Linked DNA regions of Zea mays: region 1 is linked to region 2. The links are chromatin contacts, called in public Hi-C maps. All regions are on one chromosome and are shown on one strand. The core of a region is the stretch at or near the end of the contact, and the rest is flanking DNA. Distances in the headings are between cores, read along the strand shown.

Region 1 (6,892 bases), core at 1,608-4,107, 160 kb before region 2:
GTCAACATTAGAATCCTTGACCCAACAATTACTCTACCAGCATATAACTTTAGGGACACAAAACTGCTGTTCTTAGTTTTGTATTCAAAACTACTTGCCGATTGAAAGTTTTTACCATAAAAGGGCATATTCAGAGAACAATAGTTGGTCAAAGGCTGTTCTAACAAAACAAAATATTCTTTACATTCAAATATGGAGGAAGCACTACTATGCATCAGCAATTTTGCCTCATATGGACCTACCTCGAGCTTAACTATGTGCAAGCAAAACTCAGACCCCAAACAGAAACAAGGTCCTAGCTCAAACTTTAATTCAGTCGCCTTGCAACAGGATACAGATTTGCAAATCAAATTACCACATAATTGCCTATTAATAACTTTACTCCATCAGGCACATGCTCTGCATCCATCCAATATATTCAAAAAATCAGCTAATTTGGTTCAGTTATAGTCAGAACTGGCTTTCTTGTCGAACTACTGTTCCCTCTGCACTAAGAATAAAGCATTACTACTTTAATCTAATCAAATTTGGATGACTAGAACTAGGATGCATGGATATCTATGGGAAACAAACCATTCCATTTTACTTTCATTTCATGTGGTAAAGAAGGATGTACAAAACTCGTATAACAAAAAAGGTATGATATATAAACTGGACAAAAGCATCTGTGTCAGGACAGCATGAATCTGCCCTCAGTCATCCATCTTTCCATCTCTATTGCATTGTCCAAACAGCGAAGGAATTACCATTTTAGCAATTGATAAGGCTAATTAACTGGTGTATGAACTGCCAACCAATATCTCAAATACTGAAAGTAAACACTACACTGTTGATGCCAAAGTTTGTTGTCATAGCTAATTAAATAAATAGCACGAAGTGAAGTAATATAATAACCATTTAGGGTGTCCAGATGCATCACTAAAATTCACCATGGCAATACTAAATTTGAAGAACTTGGATTCTTAAAATCGTAGCTGAAGATAACAGAATCAGGATAAACGTTCCAGTTTCATATTACTAATGCAAGCATGCTAATCCAGACGATGATAATGCTATTGGAAAATGGGCAGACTAACGCTAGTTTCACGAAAAGACTTACATGCTGTATCAATTTCAAGGAACACATAACAGCCATAGTTAAAAAATGGGTGCATTGCAGTAATTCCTGCCAGTAAAAAAAGTATGAATTTTAACCAGCAGGGTATCAGAATACACGCACCTGAAAGTCATTGTCAACCTAGCTTCATATTTTCCAACTTTGTCGCAACGCTAGCAGTGTTGTCAACTTGCTGCATATCTACATTCGTTTGATCCTTTTTGTAATCACCTCCACCATTAATTTCATGCTGAAAAGAAGTGGCTGGACCACCATAACCAGCTCTATGTATAATGTTATACACCGGATACATTTGAGGGTATGTTCCATAGGCCGGAGGACCCCGCCTAGGCCCCATGCCAGGAATGTTTGGCATGACGCCTTGACCTGGGTATCCACTCCCATAGGGATAGCCCCCCGCAGCAAAATAGGGGGCAGGAAAGTAGGGATGTGTGGGAGCAGGTTGGGGCATGTAGCCATTGTAGGGGCCAGATCTAGCATTGTATGTTTGGTACATGAACCCTCCATAGCCAGGAGCGGCAGGATCCCTCCCGCCAAAGGGACGAGCACCATGGCCTCCTCTGTTACGGTAATACTGCTCATCCTTGGGGATAGCAATCTTGGCCTCTACCTTGGTCCCGTTCAGGTCGTGAAAGCTCTGCCGCATCACCTTCCCCACTGCTTCCTCCGAATCAAAGGTGACGAAACCGAACCCCCTCGACCGGCTCGTCGCGCTGTCATAAATCACCACGACGTCCGTTACCGTGCCAAACGTCTCAAAGTAAGCCCGGAACTCCTTCTCGGTGATATTATCCCGCAAACCGCCAATGAATACCTTTTTTGAATCATAGCTCACACTGTTGCCACAGTCAGCGGTACCATTACCAGCGGGCGACTGATTGTCTTGGTTCCCCTGACCCCGGCCTTGCTCAGCCTGCTGAGGCTGCGAGTGCTGCTCGCCCTGGTTTCGTGGAGCTCTTGTCCTGGCCCTCTTAACGTCCACCTATAAACGGAGGAAAGGCCAACGATCAGAAAACAATTGACGTCACATGCCATCTAACTGTCTAAGTGAAAGCTAACAGCAAAAAAAAGGCAATTTAGATGCAATGGTGAGGTTACAAGACGCGATACATGTCAACAAGATAGTGATATCTACATTTTTCTCCAAAGCAACCTAATATAGAATTTAAGATTCATTAGTGTGGGAGCTCGTGTGACAACCAACGTCGTAATCATATGCTAGTAAATCCACGCGGAACAACAACGACCACGCGCAAGCGAACCTTGTACGCATGAGTCAGTTACAAGCCATAAGAAGCTCAGATCCGAAACGACCGGAGACTCACCATGCGGCCGCAGAGGAAGTGCTTGAGCTTCTCCCCGTCGCCGAGCGCGGTGCCAGCGGCAGCCTCTTCCTCAAACTCGACGAAGCCGAACCCCCGGCCGTGGCCCGTCTCTCGGTCGCGCATCACGATGACGGAGCGCACCTCCCCAAAGCGCGAAAAGTGGGCCCGCAGCTCGGGCTCCTGCGCCCCGGCCGGGATCCCGCCCACGAAAAGCTTCCGGCTCTCGCCGGCCTCCTCCTCGCCCCCCGCTGCCGCCATCGCCGACGAACAGAGAGAGACAGAGGTAGAGAGCGCTAGGGTTTTGCGGGGAGCGGGAGGGGGGTTGCTGGCGGCGTGCGGGCGGCCGCGGACGTGTGCGCGTGCCGAGTTCAATTTAATTCGTTGGCGACAGGGTTTAGCACAAGATGGACGGCGGGGATCGAGCGCGGGCCGTCGGATCTGAGGATTATTAGGCCGTTTAGGTGGAGGTGGACTTGGACTCCGGAGTCCGGACGCGTCAGTTAGTTGACCACGGCGGGTTCCGTGTTGACCGCGGCGGGATCAGCCTCGGATGCGGTGGACGTGGACCGGTAACGTGCTTCCTCCGTTTTGACTAGAGATCTCAATTGACTGGGTTGTTAAATTTTCACGGTTTTTCGATTACAGATAAATAAATAGAATATAAAATCTGTTATAAATATCTATGTTCTTGTTTTAGTATCAAGTTTACTAAGATTCATAAAAGCTAAATCTTAAATTTATCATATATAGTTTTAAATAATAGATTTAAAAATTGGATACGCACATTCGAACGATTTTTTTTATAATTTTCTTTGTTGGGAGCAAATAATGCAAAATTTTATATTTTCTTTGTTGGGAGAAAATCATGCAAAAAAAGTACGTAAAATTTTATTCTTATGCCTCTTTTTGGTGGGCTATTGCATTGACAACTCGAGTACTGGCTCTAGCTTCTTTAGGAAAATAAGAGGTCATTTGGTATGGCTCTCGTTTATCTAAAAATAGATTTAGCCCTGGTTTTTCTAAAAACGGCTTTTTTAAGTTGAAGTCATTTCGCAAATCGTTTGGCAGAAACGGCTTATCCTAGAGCTAGAGTCATTTTTCTATATTAAGACCTTATTTGGGAGAGCTTTACTTTAAAAAATTTAGGTTTATTTTAGCTTCTTCTATGCAAACAGGTCCAACTCCACGAGCTATAGCTTAAAAAAACTGAAACTAGAAACCAGTTTCATGAAAGTTTTGAAGATCCTCAAAGTGTGCTTTGAAAACACTATTTGCATATTTCAAGTTGCACAAAAACTACCCACCATGCCATTGCGTACATGACTTATCAATTCAAGCCTCTTTCACCACCCGCTAATTATCAAGGTTAATTAAGGAAACTTGCACAAATTAATTATATTACAGAAGTTGGACTCTATGTGTAAGCCAAAGACTTTTGAACATTGCCTTACCAAACTATTAAAGGTGTTTCATGGTGAAGCTGGAAAACCGAATTTACAATTCTTGAAATGAAGCTTTCCCTGTGGGGTAGATATCTCACATGTCCTCATGAACATTAAAACGTATCACGGGTCGCCCATTAGGTCATCCAACGGGATGGGCCAGCGGGTTATAACCGAGTTAGGCGAGCTTGATCCAGAAAGACAAAGACCGACGTCCGATTTAGGCGCTACTGAAGCACTGATATCTCGGGTGGTGTAGTTGTAAGCACCTGAGGAGCCAAGCATTCGGCGATAACTCGGACAAGAAGGTGATCAAGACTCCGGATGTATAGTATTGCAAGCTACGACAAAGACGGAGATAAGTGAAGTAGATAGTGATTGCAACTTGTAAAGGGATAACTCTCTGGTCGCGTATATAAGGCCGAGGGGAGACCCCTACAACATCATCTCACCCCATCCTCATCAACAGCAATCGAGAATCGCAAAGCTCACTGGTAATCCTAATACCCAAAAACCAATACATAGCCACAACCCACAACAAGAAGTAGGGTGTTACGCAATTCAAAGTGGATCAAACCTGTATAATCCTTGAACAATATTGATGTGCTTCCACACGTACCATCGAGTCGCAATCAACGACGCCGTCCTAACCAAAAACATCATGTAACACCCCGGGATCCACAAACACCCCAGAATGCTACTAAACTACACTTCTAACATTCGTATATAAAATTTCGACAGCATCTCCTTTGAAAATTGCATAAACGGGGAAGCAACAAAGTATGAATAGATATCATGATAAGAAAACGTAATTGACATTAATAATCTGCTAGCAATGGGTAAACAACCATAACGGCATGAACTAAATTAACTAGTGTGCACAACTAGTTAGAAACAAACATCCTTTGACAAGAAGCTTCTAATTAAATCATGATTGCGCCTAAGCAGCGTTATTATGAGAGTGAAGGTGGATGTGCTGCTACTTCCCACTTCCCTGGATGAGCAACAAACACCTACATTGAGTAATGCAAGAGTGAGATGAAACATCTCAGCAAGCGAATTGTTTTGACGAGATAGTTAAACCATAAATTGAATTAATCAACATTTTAAAAGAATCACAATCAAGATCAGAAATACTTGTAGATATAGAACTCAGTAGTCCCAATATAACCAATACCATCTGATTTTCTCGAACAACCACAATAGGTTCTATAACACTTCTCTGTGTCAACAAAACCTACAAATATCACTTCAATGTATGCATAGGAGTGCAAAGTGTAGGTACTCTGTCTTCACACCTCTGAGGGTATAAAACCACATCATCTGCAAATATCACTTCAATGAATGCATATGAATGCAATGCATATGTCCTCTGCCTTCATACCTCTAAGGGTATGAAGCCGCATCGTACCCCTCCTCGGGCAACGTACGATGCTAAGTTGTACCGGTACAGTCGGACCATAAGTCACGACAAAACTTCAGATGCAAATGAATCTTGCAATGCATATGGCATGCTGTATTTATCAATATATTTCACTTCCTTCACATACAATACAAACCTCAAACAATACTTCATCTTCCTTCAGATACAATACAAACCTCAAATAATACTTTACCTTCCTTCAGATACTATACAAACCTCAAATAATACTTCATCTTCCTTCAGATACGTGAATTAATCTCATGGGTCATACTCGAACCATAATCATCTTCAATATATGATTGAGCATCAATATAATACAATCAAGTACAACATCAACATAGAGTTCAATTATGAAAGAATTCAATAATTCTGAATCTTAGAGTGTAGGCGATCAAAATAACAAGTCAAAACGGTAGCAACCACCGATACATTCACTTGCCTTCATCGAAGAAGAAAAATGTACTAGGCATGATCTGGAGTGTAGCCACCTGCTAGCAGGCATAAAACTTAGTACAAATATTTCACAAACATTTGCCAACAATCAACAAATCGCTCCTACACCTGAAACAAAGACCTGGTGGAAAACCTCCCACTCTGAACCACATGCCATACAGCAGCAATGCTGTTTGTTAATTTTGTATCTTTAAAATTATAACAGTGGTGATATCAAACAAATACTCTAGGAGTATCTGCACAAAATACTCTACAACTTCGGCATTCGATGGATAATTAAATTCTGCCATCTATAAGTTCTAAAACATCTGACAAAATAACTGACTGAATATGTTTTAGACAGCAGCATAGTTAACTTTAAAAATTCGATATCTCACAAACTACTCAACCAAAAATCATGAAATTCTGTTGGAAGTAAGAAATTTTATCCCTCTACAAAAGTCTCCATAGCTGGGAGAGCCAATTCGGCCATTTACCTGATGAAACCTACCAGTGAACAGACCCGCTCATTTCTGTCAGGCCAACAGAAACAGCCACAGTAAAACAAACATAACTGGAGTTTCATAATTCATATGAATGCACTCTTTAACAATCTGGAAAGCTTATAAAATTATCTACATCTTCTCTTACAAACCTAAGGTTTAATTCTGTTGATAAAATTGCCTAAATCTTAAGAGAACAGATTCTGCACAGAATTAAGAGACTGAAAAACTGGTATAATCAAACTGCAATAACTCTCTGATCTGATGTCCGATTGAGGTGTTCTTTGCGGCCACGGAAAGATCTGCAAATTATCTACGACTCATATATAGACATTTTATTTTTGAGGCCACTAAGACCGCAGTAAACTGGCATGAACAGAAACTGTCGAATCTGCCAATCTGCAGAAAACTAAATTCGAGATCAAAACCTAACCCCACATCTAATCCAACCTCTAATCCTTTAATTCCCATGATCCACAACCTCCAAAAGCACATAATTACAGGGAGGAACAAGGATCTCATCCATACCTAGGGTTTCCCCAAGAAATTATGCAAGAAGAGATGGGGAAGAACATCTCCTTGATCCTCTCTTCCCCTTCAATTCAACGTGCTCCTCCTCTTCTCGATCCTTGCTGCGTGGGGGGAGATCT
Region 2 (7,006 bases), core at 2,994-5,493:
TGTAACAGTATTGACGTACTTTCTTTAAAACATGCATGTGGCGATGCAGCTGCTGCTTTGTCGTCGGGTGGTTTTTCTGGAAGCTCTGAACATGCCTGGGCTGGGCTACTTCTCTCAGCTGTGGAAGATCAGTGCCTCCCCTTGGAACAATCTGGAAACATGTATCGCAGGTCTGCCGACCGAATCGAATCGCTGCTGCTCTCCAGAGTCTAGAGTCCAGACGACCGAATCGTCGTCACTGCTTCTTGAACCATCACGCGTACACATCTGGTGGGAGAAGGCCTGGTCTTGACTTACTTACTTAAAAACATGCATGGCGATGCAGCTGCTGCTTTGTCGTCGGGTGGTTTTTCTGGAAGCTCTGAACATGCCTGGGCTGGTCTACTTCTCTCAGCTGTGGAAGATCAGTGCCTCCCTGTTAGTACTCATGAGATGAAGGAAATATTACATAGGAATTGCCCAGCGTCGCGAGCCTAGAGGAAGGAAGCACCATGCTATTGTCCGACTCGTGGGCCTGGAGTGGGCGTGATTTGTCACTGTCTGGCGTGTGTGCGTCTGTATCGTGGGGCAGTGTCCCTGTCTCATGGACTGCTTGTAAGCGTTTAAGTAGTGGTCGTCTGCTTTGGGCAAGGAGATTTACTGAATATTGAATAGAACTGCTTCCTGTTGCCTTCGTTCTCCTGTCACTGCTACCTTCGTCTTCCTCTCATTCTTCCCTAGATCTCTCCTCTTCTCCATTCACTAGCAGTAGCTAACACTCCCCTTGGAACAATCTCGAACCACATATATCGCAGGTCTGCCGACCGAATCGAATCGCTGCTGCTCTCCACTCCAGAGTCCGGACGACCGAATCGTCTCGTCGCACGGAAACCCTCCAGAAAGAACTCACCAGAAGAGACTTCTCTGAATGCAGAGCACTAGATTGTCAAACAGTACTCAACAAACTGCGCCAGCGAGCACGTTGTGAGAGACAAAACAAACCGGTGGCCGTTCGGCAGCTCAGGACCGGATCCAGGCCTGGAACATTTACAAGCCAGGATTCAGTGGAGCCAGTCCTTTGACTCATTCCGGACAGATTCAATACTTAGGGTAGAAGACCGGAATTTGTACTGGACAGTAGTGGAAGAGGAAATCCAAACCGGATCGCTTTTGTTTTTTATTCGGGTCAAAACGAACGGTTCATGAAGAGACGACTGAATTTCAAACCGGCTTATTTTTTCCACCGGAACCGGACCTAGAATAAGCCAAACCAACTGGAACGAACGAGATCTTAGACCTTGTTCGTTTCTGCCGGATCGGTGGGTCGGAATGATTTCGAACCGGATTGCTTCTGTAATTTATATAAACTTTGATTAGCTGAAACGATTTCAAGTGAAATCCGACACAAACGAACAAGGCCTTAAGATTTAGGGTTTTAGATGAACAGATTTTGAATTTACAGCTTCAGTGTGCAGCGCGCTCTGTTAGTGGCACATAATCATACAAGCAAATATGGCGGGGATGTAAACTGTACAACCATCAATCGGAGAAGATACCCAGAGTCTCAAGACGGAAGGAACAACCAAGAGCCATGTGATGGACCTACCACTCATATATGCCTCAAAAGCACGCAATCCAGCGGCCCCAATTCTGGCATCACCTTCAGCTCTTGCACCAGCGTGCGGTTTCCACAGCAACAAACTCCAGGAACGACTGAACCGCCTCAAATGTCGCGCCTGCCTGCCTGTCAAATCCAGAACAAGCTTGCAAGTTGCAACCCCGCGGCGGCGCCCGCCTGGTGCCCGGAGAAGGTAGCGGCGGCGATGCGTGGCCGACATGGGCCGCGTGGCGTGCGGAGCAGGACAGAATTGCTTTTTTGGTTCCCGGCGTGGAGAACGGGCCGATCAGAACTTGGATCGCGGAGGCCCATGGGAGACCCGTCTCGGCAGGATTTTGGACCGGCAAACGACGGCTTTCCGGTGGAACGTTGGCCGCGCCTGCTCCCACACACCCACTTCCAGGGAAAAAAAACACACTATCAAAATATGTATGGAAAAATCAAGCAGAAATTATATAACTATATGGGTAGATGATGCAAGTATGCATAATCATCATCCATGCGAAATCTGAAAAGCAGCAAGAGTATATATTTGTTAGGTACCTGTCGAAATTCTGGAAAGAACAGCAACACGGTAACACCATAGTTTAAGAATCCTTGGTCACTCTATGCATGACCATCCATGCAAGATCTGAAAAACAGCAAGGGTATATATATGTTAGGTACGTGTCGAAATTCTCAAAACAACAACAACATCATAACAAGACAATATATATTAGGTATATATCGAATTTCTGGAAAAAGAACAACAACATGGTAACACCATTAGTTCAAAAACCATTCGTGAGAGAAGAAGATAGGCAAATGGAATAAGGTTTTGGCTATTTTTTTGCAAGAGTGTGAAATAATATTGGTATTCAGCAATGCAATGTGATTCTATTAATTATAACTCCGAATGTCATTGTTTCTACTCATATATACATCATTGACGAGGAATACATAAATGTTTGGGTGTTAAATACATATGCTTAATACAAGAGCTTCGACATATTAATACATAATACCCTTGAAACGGTGGCATTGTTCATCTGTGCATATGATCGAGCTGAGGTATATCTTTATATAAGATTACATTTATACCTATCTAAAGGTTCAATTGGCGAGTAATACTTGGAGGTGCACCACTGTTGCGACTCGGTAAGTTGGCCTAGTCTGTATCTGTATGCCTTCTACTCAGCTTTAGACCGAGACGTTTTTAACCAGGCTGACCTATTTTCCTAGTTTTCCTGTGGTGAATGGATAACGCAGATTCAAATGATACATGATATGTGAAGCAGATCGAATTTACTCGTATTTTAGCTGTTGGCACGTATGTTTTATTCATACCTATAGGCCCTTAGTTTTTTTTACGCTTTTATGCCATTAATGGGGGGACTCGGGGAGAGGGTAAGGTCATCGCTAGCAGGCCAATAAACGGCCGTGCAAAGTACTATTTTTTACCGTAGATTGCACTGTTTGTAAGGTAACTTTTGAAATAGTGAATGAGTGAAGATAGTCTAAAAGTATGCAAGACATAGAATGAGATTGATAAGGTGAGTGAGAGGCAATGAGGTGAGTTGCCATATTTTTCGTATGCACTTTTCGTACGTTTTTCATGCATTATTCTACATACTTCATGTCTTGCGTTTGTCACTTATTTCATATACTTCACACAGACGAGTTAGAACATGTACTTGTGCCTAACAATTTATCTTCATATTTACATGTTGCGATATATTGATTTATATGAATTTAATTTAGCATTATCGTTATAATGCTACAAGTCAATCGCCTTGAAACCTCCCGCCGTGCATGAAAATAAAAAAAACCCAGAGGTGAAGCACTGTCTGACGGGTGAGGTAATGCCAACCAGGCAACCACACCGCACACGCACCAGGGGGGAGCGTGCGCGCCCGCCGGCGCCGGGGACGACGAAGGGGTGGGTGCGCTGCGCCGGCGAAACAGGCCGGCACGCGGGCAGAGGCAGGGCGGCATGGGCACTGCACGGTGCAGGGTCTTGTTTTGGACTCCCGAGAGGCTGCAGACTGCCAAGGTCGGCGGCCCCGGCCGGAGCCCACCGTACAACAAATAGTACTCGCGGGCGCCCCGCGCCCGCGGCACACTCGCCGACGACGATGGCCCCCGCCCACAGTTCGCCATTAAAGACGAGCGCCGTGCAGCGCCGCGAACTCCGAGACGTTGAGAGGAGTACTGGAGTACAGTAATACAGTATGCACGGTCATGGTGAAGCTGGATAGGTCGTCCTGGCTAATTAACCCAGCTGCAGCTAATAGTCAAGCTTGCAATTTGCAGGGCAAACAAAGGCGTAGCAGCCCGTGGCTCCGTTCCGGGACACGTGCCCTGTCAGCTGTCAACCGTTAATTTGTGCTACACCTAGACCGCACTCTGATGGGGGTGATGGTGACTGAAGCCGATCGAGATGACCAACGCGTTCGACTCCGGAGCAGCTGCTGAGCTGCAGGAAGCAGGATTTGCACTAGCACCGCCCCACCCCCTTCCAGTTAGTTATCCACTTTCCCCACAAAGTCTTCTCCGAATCCACCACTTCCACTTGCGTTGCCCCCGCCCGCCTCTGTCGTCTCCCGTCGCGCCGCGCGCAGGCTGTCCAGCATGATAAGTAGCTGCCGCGCCGCGCCGTAATCGATCCCTCCTCACAACACAGGACGCAACGCATCCAACGCGCCCCGCCCGCCCGGTTGGATTCGATTCCTCCCAAACTTGTCGTCCCCAAGCAGCAGCCTTTCCCTCTCTTTCCCATGGCCACCAAGCCCGGCAGGGCGGCCGCCGCGGTGCTGCTCCTCACCCTGCTCGCCGCTCTACACGCGGCCGCCCGCAACAACAACAACAACGAGAACCGCAACCCGGGCGGCGGCGGCGGCGACCCGGGCGCCTTCTTCGCCGGGATGCCGCGGTTCAGCGGCGGCGGGGTGCCAGGCGGCGGCGGGTTCTTCGGCGGCTGGGGCGAGGGCGGTCTCGGGTACCGGCGCGGCGCTGTGGTGCCGCCCTCCACGGTGTGCCCGCAGGACGGGCCCTGCCGCGGGAAGCGCCTCACCTGCCCGCCGCGCTGCTTCCGGACCTTCAGCTACGGCGGCAAGAACGGGGGCGGCGGCGGAGGCGGCGGAGGCTGCAGCTTCGACTGCACCGAGCGCTGCGCCGCCACCTGCTGAGTGAATCTGGGATGTATTAGAGGAGGGCGTGGCCGTAGCTATAGCTAAAGCTCGTGTACTCCTTCCTCTACTGGCATGCGGTGCACTGCTTCTTCCTGCTCGTCCACTGATACGAATTATCGCTACTACTAATAGTATCGAGGTGGTTTGGTTTGGTTTAGCTGTTGGTTTGTTGCGAGTTGTGATCGGTCGTGATCACGTACGTGATGACTGATGAGATCATTTATGCATGTGTGTCTGTAAATTTGGTGTCTGCCAGTGCCAGTGCCAGACTGATCAATAATAGCAGAGGAGAGGAGATGAATAAAGAGAAATTTAGATATGTACTATTAAAAGATTACAATTTTAGATATATAACATTTCTAAAGTTCACAGACTTGCACTAGTACGTATGTTCCACGTATCACAATGACTGAGACTATTACGTTTGGGATACTGACTGCTCTCCGTCAATAAGCATCTCCGGCCAATCCATCGCCGTGCCATGCTTTTCCGCCAGCAACTGCTCCGCACTGCTCTGCTCTGCTCTGCTCTGAACTCCGGTCGCCGATCGGATTATCGCTTGCTAACCGTACGTCGCCGCCGGTGGATAGTGGATACTATACTACGAGTTGCAGTCGCAGGCTTGCAGCATGATATGCGCTAAAACGGAAACAAAAGGAGTGACACGTGCCGGAGCCGAACTGCTCATTTTCGCCGTTCATGGCTGACTTTGGTGCTCCAAAGCTATCATCAAGCCCCCGCTTATTATAAGAGCCCAACTCTCTTCGGGCCATATCCGATCGCCTCTATCTAGGCCTTGGCATTTGGCCCATTCACCCAACATCTTTCTGCCAACGGTATCATGGAGACGTGGTGCCAGCCAGGCCGTTCGTGCTCGCTTTCCACGGCCCAGATTGTGTAAACGGAGGAACAGGACCCGGCCCACAAAAGTGAACGAAACAGCCGCTCCGCACGTGCCCAAGTCCTCCCAACTCCCTACTCCCAACACCTCGCCGTCTACTCGTCTCCCACTCCCCCCTGCACCAACACCACCAATCGGGTCCCCCACCACTTCCGTCGCCCTCGCCCGCTCCGCCGCGCCCCGTACAGCGGCGACATGGCCGAGTACCGCCTCGGACTTCAGCTGCACGGCCACACCGACGACGTAAGCTGCCGCCCCCCCTCTCCCCTCACCGCTAGATTCTCGCCACTGCTGCCCCGTCTCCGTTTACTTCCGCTCCAAGTTTGTGGCGATACCCTCGGTCTCGATCCGCCCGGCGCCCCGCTCGTCGGCCCCAGCCCTCGGTCCTGTATGGGGGCCGGTTTCCGCCCGCGGCGGGATCGCTGGGGCTTTTGATCTTGTTGCGTTCCCTGGAGTTGTGGGTGCATTGGAGCGATGCAATTTACCTTCCGATGCATACTGTGAGTTCACTCTGTGGCAGTGGATTCAGTGGGCTTAGTGCAGGAGTAACCTCAGGGGGTTTGTCGGTGGTGAGATCACTGTATTTTGGGCTGTTTTTGCTAAGTAGATTGGTGACTCAGTGAATGCCAGTTAAATTAGTTTCTCTGCAGAACAGAGAACATAGACTTCCGTTGTTCTGCTTAAAGTGCAATTCCACCATGTTCTTGTCGTGCTGCTGATTTAGGGTCCATCCTTGAATCACCAGATTAGGTCATTCAACAATTCATATCACAGTTCAATCGTTTCTTTGTGATCATCCTTGTTGTTGTCAAAACTACGGGCTTGTTTGTTTTGTGGCTAACTACACCACATTTTGTCTAAGGTTAGTCGTTCGAATCGAAGAACTAACCTTAGGCAAAAAAGTTAGACAAAGTGTGACAAGTTAGGCAGCGAACCAAACAGGCCCTACGTCTTCTCATCATCGTATATTGTGTAGACACTTGTTTCATGGATGCCTTATCATGTTCATTCTTCTTCAGGTTCGTGGCATCTGTGTATGCGGCGATGCTGGGATCGCGACATCATCGAGGGACCGTACTGTGAAGTTCTGGACCCGGAACCCAGAAAAGGAGAGCGAATATGTTCTCTCCAAGACACTCGCAGGACATTCGAGTTTTGTCGGCCCATTGGCTTGGATACCTCCTTCAGACCGTTTTCCTGAAGGTGGAATCGTCTCTGGTGGAATGGACACATTTGTTTTCCTCTGGGATCTGCAAAAAGGAGAAGTTGCCGAGACAATGAAGGGGCACAGTTCGCAAGTCACTGGACTCGCTGTGGACACTAACGGTGACATCATCT

Evidence for each region. A called contact is a pair of places that touch in the nucleus more often than the background predicts.
Region 1: a contact with region 2 is called in a Hi-C map of leaf, with 4 times the contacts expected there. The contact joins the promoter of LOC103631917 here to the promoter of LOC100275455 in region 2. A contact is called at or near these places in 3 of 25 Hi-C or Micro-C datasets (ear, leaf and tassel).

Annotation. Positions count from the first base shown.
Region 1 is chr7:3,251,152-3,258,043 of Zm-B73-REFERENCE-NAM-5.0, reverse strand. LOC103631917 (DAZ-associated protein 1) reads right to left here and starts at 2,857. Exons shown (of 3, transcript XM_008653765.4): 1 at 2,443-2,857; 2 at 1,220-2,099. The coding sequence starts at 2,700. The coding sequence ends at 1,233.
Region 2 is chr7:3,089,847-3,096,852 of Zm-B73-REFERENCE-NAM-5.0, reverse strand. It overlaps LOC100275455, which reads left to right and starts at 4,243. Exons shown (of 1, transcript NM_001149522.2): 1 at 4,243-5,084. The coding sequence starts at 4,354. The coding sequence ends at 4,764. LOC100382771 (transducin family protein / WD-40 repeat family protein) reads left to right here and starts at 5,790. Exons shown (of 22, transcript NM_001175480.1): 1 at 5,790-5,911; 2 at 6,688-7,006. The coding sequence starts at 5,864.